Regions from separate parts of the Gossypium arboreum genome. Here region 2 is linked to region 1. A link is a contact called in public Hi-C data. All regions are on one chromosome and are shown on one strand. The core of a region is the stretch at or near the end of the contact, and the rest is flanking DNA. Distances in the headings are between cores, read along the strand shown. Region 1 holds the start of LOC108454455 (COP9 signalosome complex subunit 4). Region 2 holds the start of LOC108456131.

The links. A called contact is a pair of places that touch in the nucleus more often than the background predicts.
Region 2: a contact with region 1 is called in a Hi-C map of leaf, with 5 times the contacts expected there. The contact joins the promoter of LOC108456131 here to the promoter of LOC108454455 in region 1. A contact is called at or near these places in 2 of 5 Hi-C or Micro-C datasets (both in leaf).

The regions. Positions count from the first base shown.
Region 1 is chr3:91,402,103-91,409,249 of ASM2569848v2, forward strand. It overlaps LOC108454455 (COP9 signalosome complex subunit 4), which reads left to right and starts at 3,173. Exons shown (of 14, transcript XM_017752922.2): 1 at 3,173-3,452; 2 at 3,530-3,681; 3 at 4,063-4,166; 4 at 4,270-4,330; 5 at 4,482-4,574; 6 at 4,671-4,771; 7 at 5,018-5,126; 8 at 5,212-5,256; 9 at 5,392-5,460; 10 at 5,549-5,640; 11 at 5,722-5,764; 12 at 5,909-5,968; 13 at 6,138-6,197; 14 at 6,287-6,758. The coding sequence starts at 3,323. The coding sequence ends at 6,361.
Region 2 is chr3:91,731,689-91,738,835 of ASM2569848v2, forward strand. It overlaps LOC108456131, which reads left to right and starts at 2,935. Exons shown (of 5, transcript XM_017754728.2): 1 at 2,935-5,192; 2 at 5,279-5,354; 3 at 5,955-6,292; 4 at 6,464-6,562; 5 at 6,709-7,040. The coding sequence starts at 3,585. The coding sequence ends at 6,837. LOC108456435 (outer envelope pore protein 24B, chloroplastic-like) reads right to left here and starts at 874. Exons shown (of 3, transcript XM_017755017.2): 1 at 482-874; 2 at 51-407. The coding sequence starts at 751.

The DNA.
Region 1 (7,147 bases), core at 1,923-4,422:
AACAAATTTGTTCTAGTAAGAATTTAATAGATCTTTTTATTAAGGCATTACCAACTCCAACATTTGAAAGACTACAGAACGAAATATATTTCACCAAAATTATTCTTCACCTATGATCTTGAGAAAAGATGTGCTATAAATGTTCAACAAATTCGTTCTAGTGAGAATTTAGCAGATCTTTTTACTAAGGTATTGCCAACTTCAACATTTGAAAGACTACTACACAAGATTAGAATGCGTTGACTCAAAAAAGTAATGTAATGTTGCCATCAGGGAGAGTCTAAAAACAAGTTGTATTCTTTTACTTTAACCAAGATTTTGTAATCATCCCTTTTTATCAATAAAGTACATTCTCTATTGCTTTCATATTTTCTTTGTTTTTATTCTCTTCATCTCTCTTTATTTTATAATAGTTTTTCTATTATAGGGCATAAGCCGATCTTATATTTTACCTACAAGTTTTATATGATTTCATAAATATACAAGAACTTGAAACGGTAGAGTTAACAGAGTTTGATGCAAGTATGTAGTATATGTAAAATTGTCTTTTATATAAAAGATTATACTCCCTTCTTAAGTCCTATACTCATATTTACAAAGAAAAAAAAAATACAAATAGCATGTGCCATGTGTAAACATTTCATCTCTTAACCACCAAGATGCAGTGATTAATTCCCTTGTAGAAAGAGAACAACATCAAAATATTGCTACACTACTTAAGAGGACCAAAAGTGCTTCTTGTTATATTTTTGCAAGGAATAGCTTTGAATATAGTCCAACAATATATGTGAGACATGCTAAAAATGTTGTACGAAAAATCCACATATAGGCAAGATTTTCAGCCAAATAATTCAAAAGTATTTCACACTTCCATCACCATTGCCACCTCCCAACCCTAGGATAGATGCCTGAAATTTAGAGAAAAGAAATAATTATTACGCAAGAGCGGATCCACTACAATGGTCCAAGTTGAAGCCAAACTACCATTAAAATTACCTGCTGCACTGGCTATCAGGGAAATGCATAAGTGTCATTTATTTATTTTCAACAAGGACCAATTAAAAAGAACGGTTTAGTTTTGGCAAGCCCATATTAACAACATTGGCAACACAAATCCGACCTTCCACAGCATCATTAACTTAAAAAGCAATCATCAAATTTGCAAGATGCAGTTTGCAACCTAAAGTATGTTTCAAAACATCATTTGCAATCATTTAAGTCAATCAGCAAGGATGCAACATATGAAATCTTTTAGAAAGGGAGTCAAGAACAGAAAATTTGGTGACAACTCATTATTTATCAACAATCTTGATTTTGTAATTCTAATTTTTCAGGTCATATCAATCAGCTTCAACAATATGAAACAAGTTTATAAAACCACTCTTTTTTTATCCCCTATTTCCTTCTTTTGTTTATAAATGATTTCTAGAATAGCAAGACTAAAACAAAACGAAATTTAGTCATATTTGCCAGGACAATCCAAACAAGAACCAAATTCCCAAACCTAGAAAGAACTTAAATCCACATTTCAGTATATTCAAAAAAATAAAAAAAATCCACACTTCAGTGACAGCCAAAGGTACAAAAGGGTCAATATTTAACTATATTAGGATGATAAACCAAGTCCTAAACAAGAAAGTTTGTGTCTATCCAACCAAAATTATTTCAATGAAATGGAACCAGAGGACAAAGTAAGGATCTACCTCTTGTAAAACTCCGTTACATATCGCGAGCTGTTGTAGAAGACGAACCACATCAACACAATAACCAGTGTGTCTTCCATGGTTTAGGAACTAACAATTGGGAATTATAGTGATACTTGGACTTAAAAACTAGTGTGGTGACAAAGAAGCTAATAGGAGCCGTTGACTATTTTAAATCACAGATACGAAAGCTGATTAAAATTCCAAAATCAAACATTATAAAATAAGACAACCAACCAACCAAATACTAAAATCGATGACACAGTCAATCAGATAATACCAGAAAATAGAAAACAACTCCTTAAATAACAAAATTAGCATAATTTTGCCATTGGATAGGCTTCCACAAAATGACAATTTTCCATTTTCATCATTTTGTTAGGTAAAAGAAGACTACTGATAAAAGTCATCGAAACAAAATATTAACAGCACTACAGTGTTCAAACCCTGAAAATTCTAAATGAGAACTTAAACAGATTAGGCATCTTCAGACAAAAAGTAAGTAAAAAAGGATACTGAAAAGGTAACGCTCCCACCAATCCAACATGTAGAGTCCAAAGGTGACATTGTAGAGATAGATCTTGCGTTGAACCCAATTCATATCTCTAACCCCTAAAAACAAATACAAATAGATGCCTGGAAAAATCATTGCAGACACAAACGATGATCAATTCAAAATAATCCAATAAAATAAAAGAACACAAATTCATTGAAAATGACATTATAGTTATAAAATGTTCTATATACATTGCTAACATCATCGTAACTTATAATTCAATTTCGGTCAGCTGCAACTTCTTTTTCCTCAATACAACGGGGCCATGAACCACATATTCATACATGATTATCATAATGATGTGAGGAAACTCGATAGTCCAATATCCAAATCCTTCTTTTATATTATTTACTTGCGCTATAAAACAAACAAGAAAGAAAAGCATTTTTTCAAGGAAACGAAGTGGAATAATGCCAAACCACAACAAACCACAACAAATTAAAATCAAGAGCAGGAAAACTGAAAATTGAACAATACTTGAGTTGTATCCACGGAGAAGGAGATTATGTCTTTGGATCAAATAAAAATATAAATTTAAATGCAAGGATTGAAGGAATTCTACGCTAATTTCATTAAGAAATAGCTTCAGATTTCTCGAACAACTTAGAAAAAAAGCAAAACAAAATCTTGAGGAGAAATGAATCAAAAGCTTACCTAACCAATGAATACGCCGCCGACGGTCACGAAAATTACGGTTCCGGTGATCGGATCGAGAGTACAGAGCTCCTTTGGGATTTGCTAAGCCACAGAGAGAAAAAGAAGAGTTTTTAGCCTTTGGGTCTTGCGGTCAAAGAAGACGGCATATACTTTTCTTTAACGATTAAATGACAGAAATGCCATTTAATTTACCACGTGTCAGTTTTTAATTCGCTCATTTTGATTGCAACCAAAGAGTGGTCCGTACCGTAAACTCCCCGCTTTGATTCAGTGGCAGAAATTAGAAAGCAAAAAATAAACCACCATAAACAGTTAACCTCCGATTTCGTTAAAATCTCTCATTTCTTCTCTCTCTGGAAAAAGAAATTAGGGTTTCGAAAACTTTTGAAGCAGAGATCGAAAGCAAATGGAGAGTGCATTAGCAAACGCCTCGGAAATTATAGACCAGAGGCGGAAAATCGAGCAATACAAACACATTCTATCAACTGTTTTCTCATCCAACGACATCGTTCAAGCCAAGAAATTCATCGATCATAGTAATTGCTTTACCTTTGCTTGATTTAAAGTTATCTAAGGTTTTTTAGGTTTAATTATTTTATTTTATTCTTTTTAGTGTTATCGGACGATGTTCCACTGGTGGTATCAAGGCAGCTTTTACAAACTTTCGCTCAAGAATTAGGAAGGTTGGAGCCTGAGGCACAAAAGGAAATTGCTCATTATACCCTTGCTCAAATTCAGCCTCGTGTCGTTTCATTTGAAGAACAGGTTCCTTTTAATTTGACAGCTAGCTCTTTAGTGAAAGTTACCTGAGAATTTGGAGTTTTTTTTTTTTATTATTATTTTTTTAATTTTAAAATACCACATTGTAAACTTTTTTCTATCGTCGAAAGAGTTTGATTGAAATATCACGATTTCATTAATTCTTCTTCTTCAAATTGTTACTGTTCTTATAGTTAAGTTTTTCTCGCGGCGTGACTTCAACTTTGGTCGAAGTTTGTATGCAAAACAAAGAATAGGGTTGTTTTTTCCTCCCCTTCCCTTTTTTTAAGTTTGGCGTTTTGATTTTCTTTGGATGAGGTACTAATGGACTTATGAAATATGGATGATTGTTTAAATAAAGCTGCTTACTCTGTATGAGTTATATAGGTACTGATTATCCGAGAGAAACTTGCTGAGTTGTATGAGTCTGAGCAGCAGTGGTCAAAAGCAGCGCAGATGCTAAGTGGGATTGATTTGGATTCTGGAATGAGGTCCGAGAGTAAGATTGTCTTTAGTTTTTGTGATGAAGGTTGTTGAATATTTTCTTCTGTGTTCCTATTGATGAGCTTATCTGTTTTGTGATATGACTATCAGGGTTATTGATGATACATTCAGATTGTCAAAATGTGTCCAAATTGCCCGTCTCTATCTTGAGGTATTTCAATTTTTTGACTGAATGCTAGCATTACATAGGCAAGTTTGGATGCCTTAGATTTTCAAGGAGTAATTCAGTTATTTATTCTATTTCTTGCATGTAAAATCAATATTGAAAGGTGACCTCAAACCATTGCTTGAATATTTTACAGGATGATGATTCTGTTAATGCAGAAGCTTTTATTAATAAAGCTTCATTCTTGGTTAGCAACAGTCAGCATGAAGTTTTGATTTTACAATACAAGGTTTGGCACAGTTTTTAGGTCAATAACTGTAATTTAGAGCTGGAATTCCTGTTATTCTTTCATTTAATTTCTTTTTTCTTTTCCTCCGGTTTTCAGGTATGTTATGCAAGGATTTTGGATTTGAAGAGGAAGTTCTTGGAAGCAGCATTGCGATACTATGACATATCTCAAATTGAGAAGCGACAAATAGGAGACGAGTATGTAGTTACGCTATATTTGTTTATGTAAATGTTTTGCTTAAAGCTTTTATTAGCTGACATATACAAAAGCTAATTGATCTTGTTCTGCATCACTCTATACATGGTGTTTGCATTGATAAATGTTGTGTTTTGCATACCTTGTACAGCTATCAATATGCTTGTATCTGATTCCCGCTTTTAATTACTATCATGATATGTCTGAGGGCTTATGGTAAAAAAATTATCAATGTTCACCTATTACAGAACAATTGACGAGGATGCTCTGGAGCAAGCTCTATCTGCTGCTGTTACATGTACAATATTAGCTGGTGCAGGTCCTCAGCGTTCTCGTGTTCTTGCCACACTTTACAAAGTAAAGCTTTCTTCTGAATGTAATAGGAGTTCTTTTAAAAAAATTGTTTGATTCTAATCATGTTAATGATTTGTGCATGTTTCAGGATGAACGTTGCTCCAAGCTGAAGATTTATCCAATATTACAAAAGGTTCTCTCTTTTACATCTAGGCACACACACTCACATATATGCATTTCCTTATGCACTTGTCTTGCACATTGCTGTCTATATCTATTGCAGAACCTTAAAGTCCATCCTAATGGGGATTTTTATTGAAATTAACAGGTTTATTTGGAGAGAATATTAAGAAAACCTGAAATTGATGCATTTGCTGAAGAACTGAAACCACATCAGGTTATAAAAAGTTTGAACTAGCCTACGTATTGCATTTACAATAAAAGTAAATTTTTCCGTCTTTGATTAACCTTTTGTTGCCCAACAGAAAGCATTGCTTCCTGACAATTTTACTGTGCTGGACCGTGCCATGATAGAGCATAATCTTCTGAGTGCAAGCAAACTTTACACAAATATAAGGTTAGAAAAATAACACTATTGATTTTCATCTTTCTTATTTCTAGGTTTGGAATTTTTTAACAAAAGCTTTTGGTTTGTCAGTTTTGATGAGCTGGGTACTTTGCTGGGCATTCCTCCTCATAAGGTACCTTTCTAAAGTTACTACCTTATGATGTAGTTGTATAGCTTTTGGTTTTCTATTTTCTGGCCTTTTCTCTCTATGTATGAGGAAATACTTCCTTAAACTGTAGTTAAACAGCAAAGCTGATTGGCTGCTTTTTCTGTACAGGCAGAGAAAATAGCCTCAAGAATGATTTATGAGGATAGAATGAGGGGATCGATTGATCAGGTTTCAATATCTTGCCACATGATTTTGTTCAGCTGCTGGTTTAATGGATTCAAAGATCAATTGATTTTTATGATTGTGTTTTCATGCTTCCCAAAGTAGAACTGAGTTCAAAGAATGTCTTTATCCGAGCTATCGCCTACATAAATAATTAAACAACCTTATGCATCAGGTGGAAGCGGTTATACATTTTGAAGATGATACAGAAGAGCTGCAACAATGGGACCAACAGGTAATGCAATCTCGAGCAGAGACTTAATTATGCCGATGAGCAACCCTCTTCAAGTGTTCTGAGATTTATATTGGCTTATGATTCTGCAGATTGTTGGTGTGTGTCAAGCTCTGAATGACATACTTGATAGCATGGCAAAGAAGGGCATGGCAGTTCCTGTGTAATCCGATGCATCTACTGAGAACAAAGAAACTCAGAAGAGGATCGACTTTAACCTTCTCCCATATGCGTAAAAGGAACATCATCGGTCACCTCTGGTTTTTACGATTTCAGTTACTGGGGTTTATTTTAGTAACTGCCATTTTGTCTTTTGGGCAGGCATGGGATTTTTGATGATCAATTAAGGGTCCTAATTAGTACTATTGTTAATCATTTCTTTTTCAGTTTGTTTGTTAAGAAAGTTGCCTTGTTGGCCAGTTATGACGCCGACATCGATTGCAGATTTGCCTGAAATATGTCTAATATCTTTAAGGGTTTCACTGAACTATCAACTTTGTTGTATTTTGTTGTTCAACTATTAATTTTTCCAATTTAATCACTAATATTTTTGAAATTAAATAATTTAATTACTTTTTTTGTTAGTTGTGGTTAGACAAGTGACAGAAATGTTAACATGGGTTATTTATTTATTTATTAATTTAGTCATTTAATATTTATACATTTTATTAATTTGATTTTACTTAACATCCCTTGAGCTTACTATTCGTCCAAAAAATATTACATTCAAACATCAAAAGTTAAAATTTTCAATTCACACTCATAATTTTAACTTTTTAAAGTCAAATACAATATCTTAAAACATTCCGTTCTCTTTCTCTTCATTAAATAATAAATAAGAAAAAAATCAAAATATATATCAAATAACAATTTCATATATTTCTACTTAAAATAAACATGAATACAAGATGAAAACATGAATTTCTCACCTTGTTTCCTTAACTTTCTCTCAC
Region 2 (7,147 bases), core at 1,685-4,184, 330 kb after region 1:
TAAAGAAAATCAAAAAACAGATAAAAGGAAGAAATGTGGATGTGGGTTACCTTAAATGTCCCATTGAACTTGGAATTTCGGGACCACTCCAGGGCAAAGTCCCGACTCCATGACTCAAAAGTCGCCTTAAAAACATCGTCATATAATCTCCTCGAAACTGAAAAATCCCACGCATTCTTCCCCAAATCATAACATGGCTCGTAAGTCGTAACCCCTCCGTGCACGTAACTATATTTCAGCTTAAAGTTCCTCGTTCCGAACATGTAATTAGCCGACACTTTGTTCGCCGAATCCAACACCAGTGACCCCTCCATCACCGTTCGGTTTTCCCCATGGCCGTGATTGTAAGTGAGCTTCAACGGTTTCTCCGCAACCTTGATTGAGTTCATAAACTGAAACCGAAAATCCTAACCCCCAAAAGGCAAAAATAATTCAATTGGTGATTCATGAAAGGAAAAATGGTTTTCAAGTTAAAGCGTACCTTCTTGGGGACATCATAGTCGAAGATGAAGAAGGCTGGTTTTTCAACGGTTAAAGTAAGATTGTTGAGCCTGGGACCTTTGACGACGGTGACATCACTCATGGAGGCGAGTAACTTGACATCGCCGGCGTTGACGGCAAGAGTAACGACGGCGGTGCTCTTGTCGTTTGTGTATCGGCCTTTCAGAGACGCCTTCATTTCTCTCGGAAGATACAAGGAAGGGAGATAAAGAGGGAGACGTTGGCGGAATTCGGTTTTGTATGTTTGCATGGAAAAGTTTTCAGATTTCAGGTGGACGACGAGCCTAGCTTACCCTCCACTCTTCAATCGAAACTTGGGCTTTCTCGCATAATTTGGAACTTCGACTCCGAAATTCAAGCTTTAAAATCTTTTTGTCTTGTATTCAAATATAAATTATTGGTTTAAATTCTTCTATTACTCCTTAAGCTTTACAAAAATTGTAGTTTTAGTCTCTATACTTTTTGAATTAGTCAATTTTAGTTATTGTACTTTTTAAATTTTAAAATTTTAGCCCTAACCCAATCAGTAGCTATTAAATCTATTTGTTTAAATTCAATCATTAGCCTTGTATTATAAGTAGAGTTGTAGATTTAATCCATATTTTTAATTAAATCATTCTAAGCTTACTTAACATTACACATATAATAATATTTTAGGTGTATCAATTTTAGAAATAACAAAATTTAACTTAATGAATTTAACAATTATCATTTGGTGAAAATTAAAATTTTAAAAACTGAGAAGTACCAAAACTAAAAATAACCAAATTAAATTACAAATATTAAATCCACATAACATAATTTAACCGAAGCTATTTCCTATATTTCATCTATAAAATTAAATAATTACAGTAAATATATTTAGGTAGAGTTTGAGAATTTAAATTTTAAAATAAATTTAAAAATGGTTGAATTCAAGAAATTCATATTTTTCAATGCTGAGGTTGAGATTGCCAAATATAACATAAGAATTGATGTTATAATCTAATTTCCAATTTATTAAATACAATTTTAAACATAAGTTCTTAATTCTGGCATCATAAAATAGTAATTTTAATAATTTAAAAGGAGTAATTAAGTTGGAAATAAATGTTTTGTTTAAACAAACCAATTAAAAAATTACGATTTAATAAAGTTAGATAAGAAAATTAAAATTGACTATAAAATATGTTACTAATATTGTTTATACAATCAATGCTAGGAATTATTAAAACACATCAAAGATAATTGGAAATTTTGTCTAATAATTTTGTTTAAATAAGTTATAGTTTAATGGTGTAAAAGTCTTTAATTTTTTCAAATAAAAAGTAATTAGGCTTTTTTTTACTTAATTAGATACTTAAACTTTCAAATTATACCAAAAACTCTCAAACTTTTTCAAAGAAAACAATTAAACCTTTGTTTTTTTTTTTTTTTTACACTCAATTAGATACTTAAACTGTCAAAATACATTAAAATGTCCTCAAATTTTTTCAAAAAAGCAATAAAGCTCTTTCTTTGTTTTTTACACTCAATTATTAATATGCATCAAAAATGCCCTTTGATCATTAAAACTAATCACCCCTAATTTTTTTCAGTTAAAGCCATCACATGTGACAACCACGGTTGGCATGTGACAAAAACGATAAAAATAAAAATCAATAAAAGTTATAAAATGATTAAATTTTAATAAAATAGAAAAAGTTATAAAAATAGTAAAAAATATAAAATTTTATAAAAATCATAAAATATATAGAAATATAGAAAATATAGAAAAATTTATAATGTCGTAAGAAAATGATAAAAATGTAAAGAAATATAAAATTCGTAAAAAAATTATAAAAATTATCATACCAAAAGAAGCATTATTATTGATTTTTATTTTTATTATTTTTCGTCACATGTCATGCTGTGTTGTAACATGGAATGACTTTAACTGAGAAAAGAACTAGAGATCGTTAACTTTAACAATCAACTGTTAAAGCTAATGGTTAAAGGTCTTTTGATGCATTCTATAAATTTTATGATTTTTATAAATTTATACAATTTTTATATATTTTACTATTTATATATATATATATATATTCTAATTTTTAATTTTTTATATTTTTATTAAAGTTTAATAATTTTATAATTTTTATTGATTATTATTTTTTGTAATTTTATCACATGTGAGGTAGAGGTCATGACATGGGGTGATTTTAATTAAAAATTAGAAATATTTAACTTTAATAGTCAACTGTTAAAGTTTACGATCAAAGGACATTTTGGCAATTGAGTAAAAAAAAGTAGTGTTTAATTATTTTTTTAAAAAATTTTGGATTCTTTTGATACATTTTAACAGTTTAAAATTTAAGTATTTAATTGAGTGAAAAAACATATAAACTTAATTTGAAAAAATTTGGGGATTTTTTTAATATATTTTGAAAGTTTAAATAATAGTAGATTGAAATAAAATCCAAAGACATTTTTTTTTTCTTTTAGTTTGAGCTTTTTGCACCCGCCATAATTTGTTCCTCTAGCACATTTCGAAAATAGAAAAGAAGATCAACGGTACTTCACAATATCACACGCGCGCGTCGAACGCAAACTCAGCTCTTTTCCGCTTCCTTTGAGTTCCCGCCACAAACGCGCGAGTTCCTAAACCCCCAATTTTTCATCAGCAAGCCCTAAAATCATCCCCCGCATTCCTAATACGGACCTGGAATTCCTCGACCTTATCGTCATTTTCCCTGTTGCAGATAGCTCTTCAATCTTCAGGCGAGTTCCACTTTCAAATTTGTTTCTTTTTTATTTTTGGGTAGGATTGGAGAAATGGGAGTTTCTAGTTTCATGTGCTGATGTTAAACTTGTTACTTCTAAACTTAGTGTTTTTGCTTAATAGTGATTAGTTTTCTCAGACACTGAAAATTCAAGCCTCGTTTTGAATTTATGTTAGTTACTATCTAATGTAGCTGGAGAGGCTTGACCCATTTGCACTGTCCAGGAATGTGGACACTTGTGGGCGATTGGCACTCAAGTTCCTAAAATTTATCTGAGGGATAATTAGAAGAGCTCGCCTATCCAAATATCATGTTATTGGAGTAGAGATCTCAGATTCTTTCATGAACGTAATGAAAGTTAAGAGTGAACCTGAAGATTTTGACTGCAACAGTGATGATTTTGGCTTAGACAATGTGGTGTTGAAATGGATTTCGGATAGATGCGAAACAAAGAAAAGGAAAGGCTTCAACTTTGTTGGTTTAAATAAAGAAAAGCTGGAAACCTGCTCTTCCGTGAAACTCGAGTCTCCAAACTTTCAGCACAATGGCGACATACACGATGAACTTGAAGATCCTCTTATCGGTTGGAAATCTGAACTTTTCAAGAATATCAAGAGTAGCGATGAAGATTTGCTTGAACTAAATCGGGATTGGCCTGCGCCTATTGATGTTAAAGTTGAGGTTCCTGAAAGTGAAACTGCTAATGTAAATATTTTGAAGACTGACGTGCCTTGTCCTACAACGGAACCCCAATACTGTTCTCTTAATGAAGTGTCCTATGAATACACCGAAGATTCTGAGACCAGGCTTGACGTGGGGCTTCCTGGTTGTGAAACAAAGGAGCCTCAGTATTGTTCTCTTAATGAAGTGTCCTATGAATACATGGAAGATTCTGAGACCAGGCTTGACGTGAGGCTTTCTGGCTGTGAAACAAAGGAACCTCAGTATTGTTCTCTTAATGAAGTGTCCTATGAATATAGGGAAAATTTTGAGCCCAAGTTTGATGTAGAGGTTTCTAGTTGGGAGATTGCTCAGGTACACGGTCCAGAAAGTAAAGCGTATTTTGGCTTGTCTGGATATAGGAAAGAAGATTATACCATCCATCCCCTTTCCTATGATGTCTCCTCGGAACCAATGTCTCCGATAAAGGATTATAGCTATGATGTTTGTGATAGCTGCCAAAATGAGTCTCCCAAGCCACAGATGCCATGGCAGACAAGCAGGTACAGTTTAATTCAAATTCTTGAGACAAATATTGCTTCTGATACGGAAACGGGGGTCTCACTGTACCCCATAAAATGCAGTGTTTCAAATGGGGTGTCTTATGAATCTACTGAAGATGTTGCTCCTAAATCTGGCGCCAGTTTTTCTAGTTGTGAGACTGTAAAGGTAGACAGTCTGGAAATAATCAGCTATCTATGTTCAGACCTGCAAGAATTTGGGAAAGACAGTTATACTGTAGATCCGCTAACCTATGCTGTTACCTCTGAATTAGTATCTCCTACCAAGGATCATTGTACTGATTTGCATGATAGCTTTAATTCTTCAGAGCACAAGATGTCTTCACAGACCGGCAATCGTGGCCAAGCTGAAATGCCTGAGATGGACACTGATAATTGCTTCCAATGCTTGGAAACTAACAATGAATATAGTGCGTGCTCCTTTGAGAGGAGAAGTACACATTACTGGTCTTCTAATATTAGAAACATTGTGGTCAGTCCTTCCACTGACAATGGCTTGTATTGGAGTTCATCAAGCTTGAAACATGAGAAACATTCAGGCCTTGTTTCTGCTGATTCTTCTTCATCAAAAAAGCAACCCCTGTCACCAGCGCTTATAGCTCGTAATTACTTTGATGCTTCTGGTAAGCCTTTAGCATCACCAGCACCTCAGGATTATCATCAAATGAAGCATCGGCATAGTGCTGAAAGGCTTCTCTCAGGCAGAAAGGTCTCTCAAAATAAGTTGCATATTGTTTAAGTGACTCTAGTTTTGTTCTATTGAAGTGTTTTCTAACTAAATGCTTTGACTTTCAGGCCATTTCTCCAGCTTCTCGAGAGAGACTTTGTCGGGCTATGAGGTTAAGTGGGTTGGATGAAAACGAGTGTCATCGTAAGTTAAAACAGTTATTACACTTGGATGTTAACTTGCTTTTATGCACTGCCTTTTAAATTGGTTTTCACGATATTGAAACTTTCTTATTACTATTATTTGATTGCTTCATCAAAATATATTGAACATGTAAGTGGTAGCCTGGTAGAATTCCAGGAGAATCATATGTTATTTGAGCAAAAATTGAGCTGGGAAAAAAGTTTTATCGGAATGAAATTGGTCTAATAAAACTGAAATTTCTATGTCTCTTCCATGGTTTATGCAATCAACTTGCAAGTGTTTGGAGCAAAAAAGTTATTGCGGCTACTAGACAGAATGATATTTTCTTGATATTATGTCCAGTTAGTTCTTTCCATATAATGCATGTTTATCCTCGAACAGCTAACATCTCTTGGGTTTAAAATTATAAAAGCATCTGAAAGTGCTAGAAAGTTGTTAGTTGAAGCTCTTAATGATTTGCAATGTGACCATAGCTAAAGTATTTTGCATTAAAATGCTGTAGATATATTATGGATCACCAATCTTGTTTACGGAGACATGTCAGTTTTTTCCTTGTGCATTCCAATCTACTTGATACTCATTGGGTTGTTATACTATCAGAATATAGAGGAAAGCAGAGCCATCATAGGACTTCAAGAGCTCAAGGGCTTGACCATATCTGGAAGGATGGAGTAGCTATCAAGCCAACATCAACCATGAGAAAAGCAAAACAAGATAAGAAAGAGTCGCCAATAAAGGGCAGTCTAAAGGGTACTTATCCCCCTCAATGTCGTTCACAAAGCGTGATAGCATTTACACAGCAACAAATGCAGGATTTCCAATCTTTAGCTATGAAACTCACGACAGAGTTGAAGTCAATGAAAAACCTTGTTAAGGGAAAGTTTCAGTCGGAGTCTGAGGCCTCTATAGCTACATCTGCAAATGAAAATGCTGATGAAGTAAGTCATTTTACAACATTCTTGGTTATCACTGAACTAGTTTTAACACATAAATTTGTCACGGTCCTCTTTTTAGAGGATTCTTTCATTTTGAAGTTCATACATATAATGTATATGTATATTTAGATGGATGGAGTTTATACATCTAATATCACTTTACTACCATGGCAGGTCAGGGTAGCCATTGAAAACGCAACAAGAGCTGAAGAATATGCAAGAAGATGGCTTGCTATTTTGACAAGAGATTGCAACCGCTTTTGTAAAATCATGGTATGTTTAGTTTTCTTGATACTATTGAACTGAAAGCAGAACAAAACTAAAAGGAACAGTCAGTGGATTGGGACTAGGAAATGGAGAGGAAGCAGGAAGAGAGTATGCTTACGAGTTTGCTGATTTCTTTGATGGTTTCATTGCAGAGTTTGACGGAGGATAACCCTGCTGCATCTGAACGTGTAATCAAAAAAGAAAGGAAGGTTTCTTTTGCTGATGAAGCTGGTGGCATGCCAAAGTATTTTAAGAATGACAGGCACAGCCCTTCGAATTAGCTAACATTTTTTGAGAGGTTTAAAAACGTAGATTACCGGTTGAGTAGGCTCAATCATCTTTTGCTTGTATATTTACATCTTCAAATTAAATTACCATGGCCAGGTAAATTACTCACAGAACTTCCACTTTTCCACAATCAAAATTCCCAGAAGGGGGCCATTGATTGAATTATAGATGAAGTGGTAAAAGAATTTTCTTCAAATCTTAAATGGACATCAATATCTACATAATCCTAGTTGAAATAATTGACCGAGTAAAGGAAATTCATACTCAATATCTGAATTTTTGGTAACTAAGATCATTTGGATC